Linked DNA regions of Mus musculus: region 1 is linked to region 2. The links are chromatin contacts, called in public Hi-C maps. All regions are on one chromosome and are shown on one strand. Each heading gives the region's core, a stretch centred on a gene start, on an enhancer-like site or on the middle of the called end of the contact. The rest is flanking DNA. Distances are from core to core; before and after follow the strand shown. Region 1 has its middle 13 kb from the start of Gm34766. Region 2 has its middle 38 kb from the start of Tfrc.

What was found. Hi-C and Micro-C count contacts between places; a contact is called where the count stands out from the background.
Region 1: a contact with region 2 is called in a Hi-C map of liver, with 2.6 times the contacts expected there. The contact joins two enhancer-like sites. A contact is called at or near these places in 2 of 484 Hi-C or Micro-C datasets (both in liver), 1 of 115 datasets of contacts at active chromatin or transcription factors (embryonic stem cells) and 3 of 9 other capture datasets (adipose tissue, liver and pancreatic islet).

What each region holds. Positions count from the first base shown.
Region 1 is chr16:32,683,740-32,687,310 of GRCm38.p6, reverse strand. No RefSeq gene overlaps it. Among named protein-coding and RNA genes, the nearest start is that of Gm34766, 13 kb to the left of the region's middle. Within about 2 kb of position 1,705, at least 7 of the 459 cell types and tissues checked have an H3K27ac peak or open chromatin away from gene starts, as enhancers often do. A contact at or near this core is called in liver, where this site is marked.
Region 2 is chr16:32,568,550-32,572,382 of GRCm38.p6, reverse strand. No RefSeq gene overlaps it. Among named protein-coding and RNA genes, the nearest start is that of Tfrc, 38 kb to the left of the region's middle. Within about 2 kb of position 2,077, at least 14 of the 459 cell types and tissues checked have an H3K27ac peak or open chromatin away from gene starts, as enhancers often do. A contact at or near this core is called in liver, where this site is marked.

The sequences.
Region 1 (3,571 bases), core at 456-2,955, 120 kb before region 2:
CAGTATAAATTCTTTAATTACTGCAGCAGCAGCTCCCGTCCCAGACTAAATGGCTTGTTGTTGTTGTTGTTGTTGTTTTGAGATGAAGAACATCTGAAAAAATAAAATAAAAAAAAAAAAGGACTTGAGGCCCCATACAGCCTATTTCCCCATTCATGACGTGACCTACAACTATTTTTAGAGTTTGAAAATTTGATTTTTGTTTAACTAACAAGTTTCCTCCATTCTAGGTAAGGGATCTATACCATGAGTTGAACTTTAGATTCTAGGCATCTTAACTAGAATCCATCTTTTTTATACTTCTTTAAGACATCATACCGCAATTAATAGTATAATTAGGGTTTGCATGGCAAAGGACCACACACATTGCATAGTGTGACATGGGGCTGCCTGGGATCCCAGGTCTGAGGCAGCTTTCTCATTTATGTGAAGGCTTCTACATCTCCCTCCTCTAACACACACACACACACACACACACACACACACACAAGCCACACCATCATATACATAGACACAGTCATACATATATACACACACAGCCACACACCACACATATACACACTCATACACACAGACACTCTCACATATCACATACACTCATACAGAAACACACTCACTCACATATCCACACACTTATCACACACACACCTAGGCATATACACACACATCTACAAACCAAACATATATACATGCACGTACCACATCCCAGACACACACATGACATATACACACACGACATGTACACACATACACAGCACACACATACACTTTTTTCCTTTCTGTAAGATTTATTTTATGTATATGGGTAACCCGTTGCTCTCTTCAAACACACCAGAAGAGGGCATTGGATCACATTATAGGTGATTGTGAGCCACCATGTGGTTGCTGGGACTTGAACTCAGGACTTCTGGAGGAGCAGTCAGTCCACTTGCTGCACTGCCCACTTGCCGCCATTTCCTGTCTCCAGAGGGTGAAGAACAGTCAGCCTGGGACAACATCTGCCTGAAATCTGCAGCTGGCTATTCCAGAACTCAGCAGGACACGGCCCCTGGGCACAGTCCACCAGTCCCTTTAACTGCAGCATGGTGGGCTCTGAAGGCTCCATCCCCCAGAGCTGCCGTGCTTCTGGCCCACTGCAGTCAAGAGCACCAGCATGATTCAGCACCCTGAGTGTTTCTGCGGGCTGTTTTTAAATAGTGTCAAGTCCCATAAGCAGACCTTGAACTTGGTTCTGGCTTCAATGCCTGAGTGCCTCCCTTCCCTGCCTGGTAGCACTATGCCTCCCTCCAATGTCTTTAACGAATCCCAGCTGTCCATTTACTTTCCGTGATTTATCTTGCTTCCTAAAGCTTATATCATCTGTAGGATTCAAAGGAGCTTCCTGGATCTAGTTGCTTCCTAAAAGTCAGCAAGAGATTAGTAATCTTACATTTAAAAAGATCCACAGATATTAATAGGTAATTCACAGAGAAAGGGAACATGAGAGAGTTTACTTGTTCCTTGTTATTGGGGGGGCTGTGTGTGTGTGTGTGTGTGTGTGTGTGTGTGTGGACACATGTGAAGTTAGAGGACTGACTTTTGGGATTCTGTTCTCTCCTTCCACCATGGGTTCCACGACTCAAAATCAGGTTACCAGGCCTGCACAGTAAACGCCTTCAACCACGGAGTCATCTACTTGGCCGCCCTTTTCTGTTTGTTTTTGAGACAGGCTCTTATGATGAAACCCAGCCCCGGGTTGACCTGGGACCTACGCCGATCCTCCTGCTTTGGCTTCCGGAATGCTGAGATTACAGACAGGCACCGGCACTCCTGGCCTCAGCTTACTTTTTATTTACTTATTTTACAGTGGTGCTGAGGGTTCGAATCCAGGTTCCATGCCTGTGCAGAGCACTGTTCCCACTGCAACATCTCGTCTAGCTCAAATTACTTTAAAAAATGTGTTTGTGTGTCTATTTTGCTTACACATAAGTATATGCACTGCATGTGTGTGTGGTGATCACAGTGGTCAGGCATCAGATCCCCTGCAAATGGAATTACAGCTGGTTGTGAGCTGCCACGTAGGTGGCCTCAAGAGCAGTAAATACTTCTAACCCCTGGGCCATCTCTCCAGTCCCACAACTTACTTTTTGAGAAGTCTACTTACTCTGGAGAGGCATGCAAACGGAAAACTCCCACCACGATCTGCCACCAGGCAGTCTGGGTAGGGCCAGGGAGCTGCTTACGACGCGGCCACAACTCTCACTGCTGGTGGAACCACTGAACAATCTCACAGTCTCCATCACGGCCCTGGAGCTCACTACCCACAACGCCTCATCCAGTCTCGCCAGTGAGAACATTGCACACACCCAGATTACTGCCACAGTGGCTGTAACTGCTAAGGATGGCCAAGAACCAAACCAACCAAAATTCTAAGGAAGTTTCCAAAAATTATCTGTTTAAAAAAAGGAGAACAGAAAGACACATGCTCCACTATGTTCATAGCAGCCTTATTTATAATAGCCAGAAGCTGGAAAGAACCCAGATGTCCCTCAACAGAGGAATGGATACAGAAAATGTGGTACATTTACACAATGGAGTACTACTCAGCTATTAAAAAGAATGAATTTATGAAATTCCTAGGCAAATGGATGGACCTGGAGGGCATCATCCTGAGTGAGGTAACCTAATCACAAAAGAACTCACATGATATGCACTCACTGATAAGGGGATTAGCCCAGAAACTTAGAATACCCAAGATATAAGATACAATTTGCAAAACACATGAAACTCAAGAACTAAGACCAAAGTGTGGACACTTTGCCCCTTCTTAGAATTGGGAACAAAACACCCATGGAAGACAAAGACACCCATACAGAGACAAAGTTTGGAGCTGAGACGAAAGGATGGACCATCTAGAGACTGCCATACCCGGGGATCCATCCCATAATCAGCCTCCAAATGCTAACACCATTGCATACACCAGCAAGAGTTTGCTGAAAGGACCCTGATATAGCTGTCTCTTGTGAGGCAAGTGCCTGGCAAACACAGAAGTGGATACTCACAGTCAGCTATTGGATGGACCACAGGGCCCTCAATGGAGGAGCTAGAGAAAGTACCCAAGGAGCTAAAGGGGTCTGCAACCCTATAAGTGGAACAATAATATGAACTAACCAGTACCCCCGGAGCTTGTGTCTCTAGCTGCATATGTAGCAGAAGATGGCCTAGTCGGCCATCATTGGGAAGAGAGGCCCCTTGGTCGTGCAAACTTTATATGCCTCAGTACAGGGGAACGCCAGGGCCAAGAAGTGGGAGTGGGTGGATAGGGGAGTGGGGGAAAGGTATGGGGGACTTTTGGGATAGCATTAGAAATGTAAATGAAGAAAATACCTAATTAAAAAAAGGGGGGGGGGAACGCACAGGAACCTTTGATAAGGGCAGAGAGGATGAGGGAAGTGGGCAGCTGAGGTGGACGCCCTGCTGTGTACTCTCTGTACCTTCTGAATTCAGAATCACTTAAATACATTATTCAGAGAAACAAAATACAAATGGCTGTACCTACTGAAGCCCTGGGTGACGTCTGCTTCTGGTCCAG
Region 2 (3,833 bases), core at 828-3,327:
TTCTTTCTTTCTTTCTTTCTTTCTCTCTCTCTCTCTCTCTTCCTTCCTTCTTCCCTCCCTCCCTCCCTCTCTCTTTCTTTCTTTTTTCCTTTTTTTCTGTTTTCCTTTCCTTTTTTTTTTTTTTTTTTTTGCAGTGGCTTCTATGTAGCCCAGGCTGGCCTGAAACCCATCATCCTCCTGGTCTGCCTTCCCTGCCCCCTTATGCAGAGTTTACTTCTAGATAAATCCACAGTAGGTAGGTAGTAAACGAAACCTTGTAACTTGGAATAGAGAGAAGAAAGTTGGATGGGAAAAAAAGGCAGAAGCAGGAGAATCTCTGTGAGTTCAAGGCTAGCCTGGTCTACATTTCAAATTACCAGACAGTCGGAACTATGTAGAGAGACTTAAAGAGACCCCGTCTCGATAAACAAACAAACAGACAGACAAATTCGTGGAAGAAAGAAAGCAGCCAGCTTTGTTTTTTGTTTGTGTAGTGCTTGTGTAGCACAGACACAACACCTAATAGAGTACAGAAGTGGTACTCCATACCCTGACGTCTCAAAACACGGCAAAGCACAGTTACAAGTGGTTTAAGGGCATAAATGTGGAAGGCCAGACTATTCATCAATTGAAGAAAACAATAGAGAAGACGTTGCTGAGTCTGATGGCGTTGACTTGTGATCCAATTACTTCAGAGCCACAGTCAGGAAGACCACAAGATCAAGTCCAGCTTGGGCAACTCATTAAGACCCTCTCTCAAATTTAAAAGTAAGAAAGAGGGTAGAAGGGGAGATAGACCAGTAGGTAAAGTGAGTACCTTGCAAACATGAGGACCTAAGATCTTCAGGACCCATGATTTATAAATGTGGAAAGCTTTGGGGGCCTGCTTCTAGGAATTTGGCAGGAATTTGGCCCTCGGCTAGGACACAGAAGTAGGCTCGAGATGGATACAGCTGAGGAATGTGTTACTTCCTCCTCTGCCCTCTGGGAAGAGAGGGGCCCAGCCTACCACCAACAGCAGAGCTCCAGTAGAGAAATTCCTCACACCAAGCTCTCTACTCTCTACCCAAGTTCAGTCACGTTGCGTATAGATGCAGTTCTTCTATCCCTGTAACTGACCAGAACCTAACACCAGAGAGTATTTAATAGCTACAGTATTTAATGGCACCCAGAACAGCGTGTCCTCTCATCCAAATGGAGTTTCTTGTTTTACTGTGATTTGTATGTGTCTATCTTTAGGCCATCACGAAAAAGAAGATGCATTTGGCAAAGGCAGTCCAGAGTAGAGGAAGGTGTGACAGTTACCCAGAGGGAAGGAGGAACCTTGCAGAGTTTTGTTGCTTTGGTTGTTTGAGACAGGGTCTCCTTAGGTAGCCCAGGCTGTCCTGCAACTTGCTGTGTAGACCAGGCTGGCCTTGAACTCTTCAGAGATCTGCCTGCCTCTGCCTTCCAAGTACTGGGATTAAAAGCACGTAGCATCACACCTGTCACCTCGTGGGACTTTTATGGGAATTATTTTACACAGTGTTCTGGAAATCATAATTCATGGGGTTTTCTTTACTCATATGAAGGAGAAAAAAATGGATCCACTGAACTTCTTTGAGATGTGATTAATTAAAAAAAAATAGTACCAGGGGCAAGAGAGATGGCTCTGCTGTTAGGAGTTCTGACTGCTCTTCCAGAGGCCACAGGTTCAATTCCCAGCATCCGTCCATGGGTGGGCTTGGGGCTGCAGCTGGGACCATGGGAGCCCAGAGATTAAGCTCATACAAGTCGTTCCCTGCCTTGTGATTTTCCATTTTGACTGTCGTCTGTCTTGGCTCTCTGCCTAAACAGACACCTTGTCAGAGCACGGGCTGGACACAGACAAGGGAGACAGCATCAGCGCTGGATCCCTTAGGCTGACAGCTCACAGAAGTCAGCCTGGCAATCAAACCAGGAACAATTACATTCTACAAATCCACAAGGCTAGTGGCTGCAGGCTTCTGTGAGAGGAAGTCAGTGCATGGGAGCCTGGGCTGGTAACTTTCTTCCTCTCTGCCATTGCTAACATTCTCTTTAGTGTCCCGCATTTAAGCCACGCAAACAATGCTTTTTGTACCATGGGAAAAATTCACTGTGTCAGGAAAACATATTGCAACATCTTTTCAGGATTACCTTGTCTCTTTACTTTGGGTCTTTATTTATCTTTCTGTCATGTGATTTAAATAGGACACAAGAAATAATTCTTACCCCACAAACACCTGGACGGGACTTAAAACAAATGCTAGGTTGTGCCTCTGATACATACTGTTCAATAGGGGACCCACTCAAATGCTGACATTTGCTGGCAAAACCTAGATAGAACTTGGATGCAAATGTTTGTAGAGCCAGATCTGGTGGTACACTTGGGAGCTGAGGCAGGAGGATTTCTCAAGTCTAGAAATCTTAGGTCAGCTTTGAAAACTAGAAAAAGAAAAAGAAAATAAGGAAGGAAGGGAAGAGAGAAGAAGGAGGAAAAAACCCTCTATAAGCCATACATGGTGGCACATACCTTTAATCCCACACTTGGGAGATAGAGGAAGGCAGATCCCTGGATTCAAGGCCAGCCTGGTCTACAGAGCATGTTATAGGACAGCTAGGGATACACAGAAACACTGTATCTCAAAAAATAAAAATAAACCAACCAGCAAACAAATAAATGAGGACATAGAGAGATGGCTCAGTGGTTAGAAGTACTGGCTGCTCTTCCAGAAGACCCAACTTTGATTTCCAGCATCTACATGGTGGCTCATAGTTGTCTATAACTCCATTTCCAGGGAGGCTCTTACACCCAATTTTGGCCACCAAGGGCACAAGACACACATGTAGTGCACAGACATACATGCAACCAAAACACCCCATAATTGTAAAAATATAATACGAATGCTGTTTTTTTGAAAAAACAACAACAACAAAACTGAGATTTATTTTAATGAAGTGGGCTATTTCATCCAGCATGTCCAAAATTTACCATGCGGATAGATAATTAGCATAACATTAACATGGTATTTTACATTCCTTTTTTTCCCTATGAAGTCTTATAACATGCTATGTATTTTATATTCAGAGAACAACTCAAATACTTGCTGGCACATCTTGATGGTTCACAGGGCCACTTGTGGAGAGCCGTGAGCAATCGCCATTACAAGATGGCGCTGGCTTCCACAGTGCCTACCTAGTAAACAAGCAATGTGCGCAGGTGCTGGAGTAATTTCGTGCCAAGTCACTGCCCATCCCGGGGTGTAGGAGTGGGGTGATGAGTGAGCAGCTAATCAGGAGCTGACACGTCACACAGAGGGGTATTTAAGCAGCTCCATTTTCCGGGTTAAAGCTTTGCCATAGAAGGATCTGGTTGTCCGAGTGTGCTTTGCTGGCGAAACGTTACAAGGACAGCCACTGGTTTAGCAGAAGCTTAGAGCACCAAGTCCAAATTCCCCTGCTTGACCTTCCAGATCTTTCTTTCCATCTGACCCAGGCATGCTTATCCTTACTCCTGAGAAGAGAGGAGAGGCCATAGAGAGCTTCCCTAACGTTCCATCTGATCCCATGAGAGATGGCAAGGAACTTGCTTAAGTCATAAGACTAATAATGGCAGCAGGGAGACTTCCCTGACTTCTAGAGCAAACTCGTGTGTGGGGAGGGGCAAAGCTGGTAAATCCTGCCCCTTAGGAAAACATTGCCAGTGCAGAGAATTATCAGGAACAAATGGACAGCTCCTCCCCTGGCTCACTGAGGGTTTAGCACATCTCAGCACCTCAGAACTGGGTGCTGACGGTTAGTCACCCCACAGCCAGCCTCATGACCGGCTCTGGTGGGGGCAGCTGGCCTTCTGG